3 separate regions of the Sus scrofa genome follow, and regions 1 and 2 are each linked to region 3. The links are chromatin contacts, called in public HiChIP or PLAC-seq maps. All regions are on one chromosome and are shown on one strand. Each heading gives the region's core, a stretch centred on a gene start, on an enhancer-like site or on the middle of the called end of the contact. The rest is flanking DNA. Distances are from core to core; before and after follow the strand shown.

Region 1 (3,665 bases), core at 585-3,084, 87 kb after region 3:
GGCTCCTGGGAATGTCCCCCAAAGAACTGAAAACAGGTTTTCAAAGGAGAACTCGCGCATGTTTGTTTACAGCAGCTCCACTCCCAACAGCCAAAACCACCCCGCTCACCCTCCCACTGAAGGATGGATAAACACGGCGGATCCATCTCCCTGACTAACACACTAACACACGCCGCAGGGTAAACGGATTCCAAAAATGCCAAGTGAAAGAAGCCCAACACAAGAGGCCAGGTGTTACGCGAACTTTTTTTTATATGCAATACCCAGAAGAGACAAATTTCTGGGGACAGAAAGCAGACGAGTAACTGCCAGCAGCTGGGAGGAGTGGGGTGGGGTTTCCTCTGGGGTGAGAAACCGGGGACTCACTAGCGTGACAGATGCACGACCTGGGGAACATAGGAGATGTGGCCAAACTGCGTGCCCTCACACAGCAACCGGGGCGCTCTCAAGACGCACCCCTCTGGCTGTGTTCCCTGGCTCCTCCAGCCAGCAACCCACACCCCCAACGTCTCCGCTTTTGAACAGGCCCGCTCCACTGCCGGCTAAAACTTTCAAGACTGAGCCCAGATGTTCCTCCAGCAAGTACCTCCTGAGAGTCTCTTGTGCTCCAGACAGGTGCCAGGCACTGGGAACCCAGCAACTTGACCAAGCAGCCACAGCCCTCTCGCGCGGAGCTTGGAGTCCAGGGCCGGGTGGCAGGCGCTCGGAGAAGCAACCCGCGCACCGCGCCCTCTCTCTGCCGTTGTCGCTGCCTTCCCGGAACCTCGAGACAGCGTCTCATGAGCTGCCCTGACCCGGGCGGGGGGACGAATGGGAGGAAAAGGTTCCCCGAAGGATACGGACTTCAGCCCTGTGCAGGTGGGCCCGTCTCAAGCAGCCCAGAACCCCGTTAAGTTGGCCAAGACTCTCAGCTCCGGAAAAGAGGCGACGCTCTCAGTCGGGACCCGCACAACCTCGGCTCCTGTTCTCACTGTCCACACCCCGGCGACACAGGCCTGACAGCCCTGGGGTTTCCAAGTAAAAAGAGCTGGGGACTTCCACTCCGTGCTCTTGGAAACATCCAGAAAAGGTGCTTTTCAGGATGCACCTGTGCTACTGACAGACTGTCCCGAACAGCTCTCCGTGCCACCTCCTTCCCAAATCTTTCTCACCGGCCCTCTCCTCTGTGCCCCAGCAGCCGTCTCCCCGAATTCGTGCCGACGCCGCCTCCGACCCCCGGACGCTGAGGGCGGGGGAGCGGAGGGGTCCTGGGCTCGAGAGCACGTCGCGGGAGGCCGGCCAGACCTGCCCGGGCGGCTCGAGGGCCGGACGAGCCCCGCGCCCGCCGCCGCGCAAGGCGGGCCCGCGGTTTCCAAGCAAACGGCCGAGACGCTAAGGCCCTTTCCGCACGCCGGTCGGGGGGCCGCCGGCGGGAGCAGCGGCGCACGTCCCCGTCCCGCCCGCCCCGGGCCTCCTCACCCGCCGCACGCGGCCGCCGGCCAGCAGGTCGGCGATGCCCTTGGCAGCGTCGTTCTTCTCGGCCACACAGAGGATCTTCCGCGCGCCCCGGAGGGCCACCTCCATGGCGGCGCGGGTCAGCGGCCGGGTCCCAGGCCGCGGCAGCCAGCGGAGCGCGCGGCGGCCGGCCGCGAAGTTCATTCCCAGGCCGCGCGCATGCTGCGGGCCCAGCCCCGAGACCTGGCTTCGCGCCGCCCCGCCGCCCCGCGCGCAGCCCGCAGCCGGCTTCCGCCCGCCTTCTGGGGCGCTTCCGCGGGCGCCACCGCGCCGCGCCGCTCAATACAAGTCCCAGGCTGCCGCGCGCGCGCGGCGTCCCTGCCGCAACCCTCTCCTCCCTCCCTTTCCGCTCCGCCCTCGGGAGACGCCGCTCGGCACAGCGGAAGTCGACGCGCACGCTTCCGGGTCACGCGGCGCGCGACGCCGAGAGTCATGTGACGCCAAGATGGCGGCGCCGCGGTCGTTTGCTCCGGGTTGTGGTGTCCGAGGAGCCGCGACGGTTTCTACCCTCGGGCCGTAGGGGCCGCCACGCTGGGCTGGTCCGTGCGGCTGCCTGTAGCCCCGCGTCGGGCACCCGTTCCGGGCGGGGGGCGCTGCCATCGCGGTTGGGTTCTTGGGAGCGCCGGTGACCTCGCTGCAGGTGCCCTGCGCCGGCCGCCGTCGCCGGAGGAGAAGAGCAGCCGTCCCCCTGGGTCTTCCCGACCCGCGGAGTTCATGAGGCCTCCGAGGGCCCTAGAGGAGCCACAGCTCTGAAGGGCTGCAGGCGTTCGAGGCTTCAGGTGTGTGACAGGCAGCCTCGGACCCCTGAGGGCGCAGAGAAGACCGCGGGGACTTTACTTCCTCTTCCAGAGGCCTGGCTTCCACGCGTTGGCTACTCCCGCATTGTCTCCCACTTCCTTTCAATGTTCTCGCCATACACCTGGAAATATGATCAGCGCCCCTGACGTGGTGGCCTTCACCAGAGAGGACGAGTACGAGGAGGAGCCTTACAATGAGCCAGCCCTACCCGAGGAGTACTCGGTGCCCCTCTACCCCTTCGCCAGCCAAGGAGCCAATCCATGGTCCAGACTGTCCGGGGCCAAGTTCTCTCGAGACTTCATCCTTATTTCCGAGTTCTCTGAGCAGGTGGGACCCCAGCCCTTACTGACCATCCCCAATGACAGCAAAGTTTTTGGTACTTTTGATCTCAATTACTTCTCGTTGCGGATCATGTCTGTGGATTACCAGGCCTCCTTCGTGGGCCACCCCCCTGGTTCTGCCTACCCCAAGCTGAACTTCGTAGAGGACTCCAAGGTCGTGCTGGGAGACTCCAAGGAGGGAGCCTTTGCCTATGTGCACCACCTTACCCTGTATGACCTGGAGGCCCGTGGCTTTGTGCGGCCCTTCTGCATGGCTTACATCTCAGCCGACCAGCACAAGATCATGCAGCAGTTCCAGGAGCTTTCAGCTGAGTTTTCCAAAGCTTCGGAGTGCTTGAAAACAGGTAACAGGAAGGCATTTGCTGGGGAACTTGAAAAAAAACTGAAAGACTTGGATTATACCCGGACAGTGCTGCACACCGAGACGGAGGTCCAGAAGAAAGCCAACGACAAAGGCTTTTATTCATCGCAGGCCATTGAGAAAGCCAACGAGCTGGCCAGCGTGGAGAAGTCCATCATTGAGCATCAGGACCTGCTGGAGCAGATCCGCTCGTACCCTCGTCGGAAGTTGAAGGGCTCCGATTCGAGTCCTGGGGAGACGGGGCACACCCAGGGTCAGCCCAGCCAGGCAGCCACTCCCTCTGACCCTGACGAGCTGGCCGAGGCAAACCATTTCGCCTGCAGACCCGCCTACACCCCGAAACTCATCAAAGCAAAGTCTACCAAGTGTTTTGACAAGAAGCTGAAGACCCTGGAAGAGCTCTGTGACACCGAATACTTCACCCAGACCCTGGCTCAGCTCAGCCACGTCGAGCACATGTTCAGAGGAGACCTCTGCTACCTCCTGACCAGCCAGATCGACAGAGCGCTCCTGAAGCAGCAGCGCATCACAAACTTCCTCTTTGAAGACTTCGTGGAGGTCGATGGCAGGGCAGTAGAGGAGCAGGAGCGCACCCCCCCTAAGCCCAGTCAGGACAGGCCGCCCTCCAGGGCTCTGGAAGAGTGTCCCGTTCCTCAAGTGTTAGTTACCAT
Region 2 (3,453 bases), core at 801-3,300, 120 kb before region 3:
CAGCACTTCTGTCCCCTGAGCACAGCTAAGGCGGCCTTCCTTCTGTCATCACTGTCCCATGCATCTGTGTTCCCTCCCTGACACCAGCAAGCCCAGCTGTGAAATCCGGGTCCCGCTCGCTGGCTGAGCCTCAGTTTCCCCATCCCTAAAGCGGGAAGGACAATAAAACCCACTTCACGGAGCAGCTGCACAACTGCTGGGGGATTCGGCTGTTACCCGATGCCGGCGTGGCTGCTGTTTCCCTTCTGCGCTGCCCTGCGAACGGCCCCCGGCACGTGCTTTTAAGGAACACTACCCACACGACGCGTCTCGAGAGTCAATTCTACACTCAGTCACAACAACGCAAAACATACCCAGAGCCTCCTCGCGGCCTCTAGGCATCTACCCGAACGGAAGTGGCTCACTGGCAGGGAGGAGGCTCCGCTCCCTTCGTGGTCCAGGGTCCCGTTCGAGGGCCGGCAGACCCGGGGGCCTGTCCAGAGGTGGGCTGGCTGTCCCACACTCCAGAGAGAAGATTCGCCTGCCTGAGTCATCCTGATAATAACGGCGGCAGCTCCGACGAACTGAGCCTCGACTGTGTTCCAGGCACATCCATCATCTCACCGAAACCCGCACCACCCTGAATACACAGCACCCTGCCTCCACTTCCCTCTGGAGCAAACCCAGGCTCAGCGGGGTGCCCAGGATTTGGGGGTCCGGGGCTGAACTGGGCGTGGCGCCAACGCAGGTCTTCCCGAGGGAAGCCTCACGCTCTCTGCACCTGCACACCCCTCATATCCGCACGTTTTAAATCCTCTTTAACGTACACACCCCGTCAACGACCTCGGCACTTCAAAGGTGCAGAGCTTCTTACTGCACAGGAGCCAGAAAAAGGGAAAAAGCTCCCCCCAAGTCCACGGGTCCCTCCGACAGCTGACGGGAGTTGGCTTCCCAACTGAGAAATGAGTTTCTGGAATCAGGATGCAGCGGGGGAGCAGCTGAGGAAGAAGGAAGGGGCAGCAGTGGGCACGGGCCAGAAGAGACTCATCCAGCGCCCAGTCCGTCACCACGTCGGAGCCCCCACACCACGGACACGAGAAAGGCTCCCAAACGCCCGCCGGCCCACCCGAGATGCCTCAGGGCTTTCCCAGGCCCCGGCAAGGCTGAAAAGTAGGCAGAAAAGAACCACGTCACCACTGACCCAGCCAGGCTGGCGAGGACGCCAAAGGTCCCTGCTCACCAAAGACGTTGTTCCAGACCTTCCTCCAACCAGCAGGATCCAGTTTTCAAAGAAACCAATCAACACTCTTGACCGAGGGCACTCGGCCTAAGCTCCAGCCTCGGCTGGAAAGGCAAGTTGCTTTTTGCAGCAAGCAGAGTCCACTGGCCCCCGGCCCTCTGGTGGTCCTCACCCACACCTCGGGCGCTCCCCCGGGGATGCTGGTCATCCCGGCGCCCACACAGGCTCAGGCCGGCGAGCACCCCTCTATCTGTCCCCGAAGATTTCCGCGTTGGCAAATGTAAGAACGCGCGGAAGCAACAGCCGGGGGCAGGGACGAGCACAGGGGACATCAGCTCCCGCCTCTGACAGACGGGGCACTTCAGACCGGACCGGGCAGTGACTCGCACAAGGTCACAGGGGGTCGGCGGCCAGGCCCCGCGGGCGCCCCGCGAGCAGGCCGCCCCCTTTCCCGAGGTGGGGCAGGTTGCCCCCCACCGTGTCCTCAAGAGCGCGCCGGCCTCCCGCTCCCCCGAGGGCTGCTCGACCCCGGCCGGCGCTGTCGCGGGGGGGAGGGGGGTGCTGGGCCCTGCCGCGCAGGGACGCGCGGAGCCTCGCCCAGGCCTCGGGGCGCCGCTGTGGGGGCCTTACCGAGGCACTGCCCCACCGGGGTGCTGAACGGGTTCCCCAGGAGGAACTCCATCTTGGGCGGACGGCTCGGCAGGGGCCGGAGCGAGTCAGCCGCCGGGTCTCCGCGTCCCCCGCCGCGCTCCCGGCCAGACTGACACTTGCCCCCGCCCCACCCTCCGGAACGCCGGCGCCCGTCCCAGCCCCACCCCGCCACGTTACTATTGGGCGACGGCTGCCCTGCCCTCTTCCGATTGGCCCCTACACCTCCCTCAGCGAATCCCCGCCCACCCTGCCGCGTCCGATTGGGCGGGGTCGCGAGCTAGGTCACAGGAATCTCCGTCACCTCCCCTGGCCCGCCTCCGAACGAAAGTCTGTGTATGTTGATTCACCTGTATATTGGTCAATCGAAGGAGTCCTTACTGTTATTGGGCAAAAGACGAGTCAGTCACGTAGGTAGGGGGCGGGGATACCAAGTTCCCCGCCCGTAGAAACCGCTGATTGGACAAGTATTTGTTTTCTCTACAGCGGATTGGTGCCGGGAGGCTTTCCCCGCCCAGAAATGTGATCACGTGGCCGTCAACTTTCACCCAGGATGTCTAGCCCCAGACTCTCCCTAGCAACGGAGTGCGGCTCCTGGTTCCCCTAGCAACCGGTCGCTGAGGAAAGGAGCCCGCCGGGAACTGCGCAGAAGCTGAGAATCTGGGGCTGAAACTCAAAGGCTGCGGGAGGACCTGACCTTTTCCCGGAGGAGCCCGCCGGCCGCCCCACCTGGAGGAGGGCCCAGGCCCCCTGGCAGCCTCCTCCCGGCCTCGGTGGAAAAGGACCTGGGGAAACGTTCCCTCTGGGCACAGGCCCCAAATACACACAGGCCTCCAACCCAGAGAGAGGTACCCTGGCCTAGCGATACCTCTTCAAGAGGGCATCACGGACCCTCGCTCCCACCTCTCCACTGCCGCTAACTTGTTCCTCTTGCTTAGTTAGACCTAATCTTCCTCTTGGTGAAGACTTGTGGCTTTGGATGTGGATGCCGAGTCCATGTCTGTCCCTTCCCCAGCCTCAGTTTCCCTTTCTGGGAAATTAGGGCTTTAGGGCTCCCCTCTCTCATGGCTCCTGGAGCTGGCCTGTCATTTAACACCAAGTGTGCACTGGCACCCAGTGACATAGGGTAAATGGTGCGTTTTCTCTTTCTGATTCATGGCCAATAGGGGCTCTATTTTTCAGGTCCAGTTGGACAATTGTTTTGCAGGACAATTCTGGATCTGGTTCTCTGTGAGGAGGCGACTGTGGTGACAGTGGGGTAAAACTCTCTGCGACTTCCCCCACCTACAACGACACTATTGTCAGGCAAGTCACCAAGGACCCTTGATGGGTGGTAGATTATAAACTCCCCGCAGCTGAGCTGCAGAGGCTACACAGAACACTGTGGGCACCAGGGCCGTGGCGAGGTCACAACCGTGGTTGTGGGGCCAAGAGGTGCAGCCTTGCTGGTGGGTGCCAGGCAGGCTGGGTGCCCGTGGGGCCCTGGAGCAGCCCAGGTGCGGCAGCCAAGGGTGGGAGGGGACCGACCTCAGAGTGTCCGTGGCCACCATGACGCCCCAGGGCGCTGTGAAAGGACCCCAGCCCGA
Region 3 (3,716 bases), core at 821-3,320:
GGGCCCAGCAAGTTACCCCTGCTGACTGCCTCTGCCCCGGGGCGAGGCCTTCCGGGTTTCAGACAGCACGTGGGCCATGTGAGCGAGGTGCCAGTGGAACCAGATGGGACAGGCCAACCCCCCCCACTGCAGATTCCTGAGCAGGATGATAACTGAGGGTGGAGTTTGGGGAGGGCTGGTCCACAAGCAGCGGATAACCGCGACCCTGGGGCTTTAACAGCTGCTCTGGTGCCTCAGTGGCAGCTTCAGCAGGCTGAGCCCCACCCTCACCCCACCAGAGGTAAGGATCCCCCGAAAGGCAGAGCAGGAAGACTCAGGGGTGACAGGAGAGTCAGTCCTTGCTGCCTCCCCCCGACCCAGAAAGACAGGAAGTCTGAGCGGCCGTGGGGAGAGCCAGAGCAGGAGTCGCCAAGCCCCAGGGTTCCCAGCCTGGTGCGGGGTGAGAACGACGCAGGAGGGGAGCGTGGGCACAGAGACAGTCACGGCCTGTCTTCATGGGCACAGAGGTGAAGCAACTAACAGTTAACAGGCCCAGTTAGGATTCAGATGCAGGTAGGGGGGCTCCAGAGCTGTGCTGCCTGTGACACAGGCTGGCTTGGCGAGGAGGGTCCCTGGCTGCAAATGGTCGGAGTCAGGGAGGAGCGCCCGAGGGTGGGGGAGCCCTGGGGAGGAGGTAGGCCCCAGGTTTGCCTGCATGAGCCGAACTGGGCTCTACCAGGCTCTTTGGGAGTACTTTCTGATTACTGAGGTAGTGAGCTCCGTGCCAGGAGGTGTGAGCAGGGCCCGATGCCCCCTGTTGGAGGCCAGTTTAGAGGTGGACACTGGGCTCTGGAAGGGCCTGAGGCTTCACAGCCAAACCCCCAAGGTGCAGACCGTGGGCCCCTGTGCTGGGGGGTCGGTCACACAGAATGGCCCAGACCCCCTGGCCACCTTCTAACCACCTGCAGCTGCCCTCCTACCCCACCACCAGCGGTGCCACCTACTGCTGCCGCTTGGGGGGGTCCCCTGGGTAGGGGGCTTGGGGACAGTGGCCAGGCATCCCCCTCCCACAGGCCTTGCTGGCCTGTCCTTGCCAAATCCCCAGCTCCCAACGGGACTTGAAGGCCTGTCAGCTTAGGGCGAGGAAACAAGCTGAGACTTGAGGGCAGCGGTCCATCTGCTCAAGGAACGGGACTTCATCCTCACAGCACCATACACGTGGGCCCTGCACTGATGTCATTCTCGTTTCAGACCCACAAGAGCGAGGCTCGAGTGAGGAAGCCACGCGCCCAGGGTCCTACAGCCGGTCAGGGGGTCCAGACCCAAACACCCATCTGCCAGGTTGCAGGAGCTGGAGCTCAGGCTCCGCGACAAGCTGGCGGCGGTGGGTAGACAGGGCGCAGAGGCAGCTGGCCGGGAGCACAGCGGCCAGGGAGGCGAGGCCAGGAAACCCAAGAAGCGCTGCATCTCAGTGCCAACCTGGGGAGGCTGCTAGACAGGGGGGAGCTGAGCCTCAAAGAGCCACAGTGAAGGAGAGGGCGGGAGGGACGGGCATCCCGGGCGGAAGACCCAGGAGGGGCGAGGGCGACCCCGCGTGCAGGCCCGGCGGTCAGGCGGGGCCGCAAGGGTCTGAACAAAGGCCTGGGCGCCGGGCAGCGCCGCCGCCAGCGCTCCAGTCCCGGGGCTCCCCCGGCGTCCTGGGGGCTCCGGCTGCGGAGGGCCGCGCACGCGCCGCCCCGCCGGGACGTGACTCGGGCAACGTCCACGCCGGGCGGCGGCGAGGGGGCGGAGTCTGCGGCCGACGGGGCGGGGCTCTGAGCCCCGCAATCTGAGCGTTTCCTTGCGCGTTGAGGGCTTCCCTCCGGTAGGGCCTCCACTCAGGCACTCACTTAGCCACCTGGTCAGCCTTCGGAGGTCCTCGCCGCCCGCCCGCCCGCCGCTGATTAGGTGACGGACGCAGTAGCCAAGGCGACCGCCGGATTGACAGGCAGAAGCGCCAACCAGCTTCCGGAAGCTGCCGTCTGGGCCCGCCCGGCCCGTGGCCCGCGGCCCAATGACAAAGTGGAGGCCCCAAAGGGGCGGTGACGGGGCAGCCTGGGTTGTGGCGGTTCCCTGGTGATTGCGCGCTGGGGACTGAGGCGATTTGGGGCATTCGGGCGATGCCGTGACGCAGCGTGGCGACAGCGTCGACGGCGTGAGCGCACCCCTGTGGAGGGAGCCCTTCGGCCGCGGGGTGGCGCGGAGAGGAGGCAGGCTGCCGCTCGGGGTGCTCACGGAGCCCCTCAGTGGGTGGGGGAGGGGCGGCGGACGGCGAGCGGCGCCTGTCTGCGCGTGCGCCGGCACCTCCGCTGACCCAGCCGCACGCGCGCGCATGCTCGCTGCGCGCGGAGCCGCGGTGGCCGGCCGCACTGCGCCTGCGCGCGGAGCAGCCCGCTGAGGAGCGGCGCTGGCGGACGTCGGGCGGGCGGGCGGCGGTGACGTCGTGAGGAGCGCTTTAAAGTGCGGGCCGGGCCCGGCGTCCGAGGGTCTGGCCGGGAGTCGGGCCGAGCCTCCGCGGCCGCCCCGCGCGGCATGAGGCCTTGCTGGCGCCCCTGCCCCCCGGGACGCGGACGAGGTGGAGGAGGAAGCCCCGTCGTCGCCGCCTGACCCGCCGCCCCTGAGGCCGCCGGCGCTGACCCTCGACTCCCCCGCCGGGCGGTGCGGCCCCTGCGGCCCGGGGCCCGGGCGCGTCCCCCAGAGCCATGCCCGGCCGCCCCGCCCGCCGCGGAGCGCCCTAGAGCAGCGGCGCGGGGGCCATGGCGGCCGCCAGCGGCTACACCGACCTGCGTGAGAAGCTCAAGTCCATGACGTCCCGGGACAACTACAAGGCCGGCAGCCGAGAGGCCGCGGCCGCCGCCGCCGCCGCCGTGGCCGCCGCCGCCGCCGCCGCCGCCGCGGCCGAGCCCTACGCGGCGCCCGGGGCCAAGCGCAAGTACCAGGAGGACTCGGACCCCGAGCGCAGCGACTTCGAGGAGCAGCAGCTGCAGAAGGAGGAGGAGGCGCGCAAGGTGAAGAGCGGCATCCGCCAGATGCGCCTGTTCAGCCAGGACGAGTGCGCCAAGATCGAGGCCCGCATCGACGAGGTGGTGTCCCGCGCCGAGAAGGGCCTGTACAACGAGCACACGGTGGACCGGGCCCCGCTGCGCAACAAGTACTTCTTCGGCGAGGGCTACACGTACGGCGCCCAGCTGCAGAAGCGCGGGCCCGGCCAGGAGCGCCTCTACCCGCCGGGCGACGTGGACGAGATCCCCGAGTGGGTGCACCAGCTGGTGATCCAGAAGCTGGTGGAGCACCGCGTCATCCCCGAGGGCTTCGTCAACAGCGCCGTCATCAACGACTACCAGCCCGGCGGCTGCATCGTGTCTCACGTGGACCCCATCCACATCTTCGAGCGCCCCATCGTGTCCGTGTCCTTCTTCAGCGACTCCGCGCTCTGCTTCGGCTGCAAGTTCCAGTTCAAGCCTATCCGGGTGTCGGAACCCGTGCTTTCCCTGCCTGTGCGCAGGGGGAGCGTGACTGTGCTCAGGTAACCACCTGCCTGGGAGGAGGGGGCGGCCGGTGGGAGCCCGCGTTTTCCGCCTCTGACCCGTTCTGTTCTGGGGGCGGAGGAAGGGGTCTGCGTTTAAAACACGTGCGTGAAGACAGCGGGAAGCAGCTCTGGAATTCTCTATCCCCAGGGCAGGTTAGACGGGATCGCG

What was found. HiChIP or PLAC-seq counts read pairs in DNA pulled down with a chosen protein or histone mark.
Region 1: a contact with region 3 is called in an H3K27ac HiChIP or PLAC-seq map of alveolar macrophages. The contact joins the promoter of TOP3A here to the promoter of ALKBH5 in region 3. A contact is called at or near these places in 1 of 47 Hi-C or Micro-C datasets (liver) and 2 of 2 datasets of contacts at active chromatin or transcription factors (alveolar macrophages and skeletal muscle).
Region 2: an H3K27ac HiChIP or PLAC-seq map of alveolar macrophages shows a contact between it and region 3. The contact joins the promoter of TOM1L2 here to the promoter of ALKBH5 in region 3. A contact is called at or near these places in 2 of 47 Hi-C or Micro-C datasets (embryonic fibroblasts and liver) and 1 of 2 datasets of contacts at active chromatin or transcription factors (alveolar macrophages).

What each region holds. Positions count from the first base shown.
Region 1 is chr12:60,441,761-60,445,425 of Sscrofa11.1, reverse strand. TOP3A (DNA topoisomerase 3-alpha) reads right to left here and starts at 1,834. Exons shown (of 19, transcript XM_021067987.1): 1 at 1,459-1,834. The coding sequence starts at 1,638. SMCR8 (Smith-Magenis syndrome chromosomal region candidate gene 8 protein) reads left to right here and starts at 1,901. Exons shown (of 3, transcript XM_021067988.1): 1 at 1,901-3,665. The coding sequence starts at 2,422.
Region 2 is chr12:60,650,750-60,654,202 of Sscrofa11.1, reverse strand. It overlaps TOM1L2 (TOM1-like protein 2), which reads right to left and starts at 2,050. Exons shown (of 14, transcript XM_021068013.1): 1 at 1,850-2,050. The coding sequence starts at 1,901. It overlaps DRC3 (dynein regulatory complex subunit 3), which reads left to right and starts at 2,382. Exons shown (of 12, transcript XM_021068003.1): 1 at 2,382-2,715; 2 at 3,075-3,172.
Region 3 is chr12:60,528,593-60,532,308 of Sscrofa11.1, reverse strand. It overlaps ALKBH5 (RNA demethylase ALKBH5), which reads left to right and starts at 2,070. Exons shown (of 4, transcript XM_021067995.1): 1 at 2,070-3,544. The coding sequence starts at 2,775.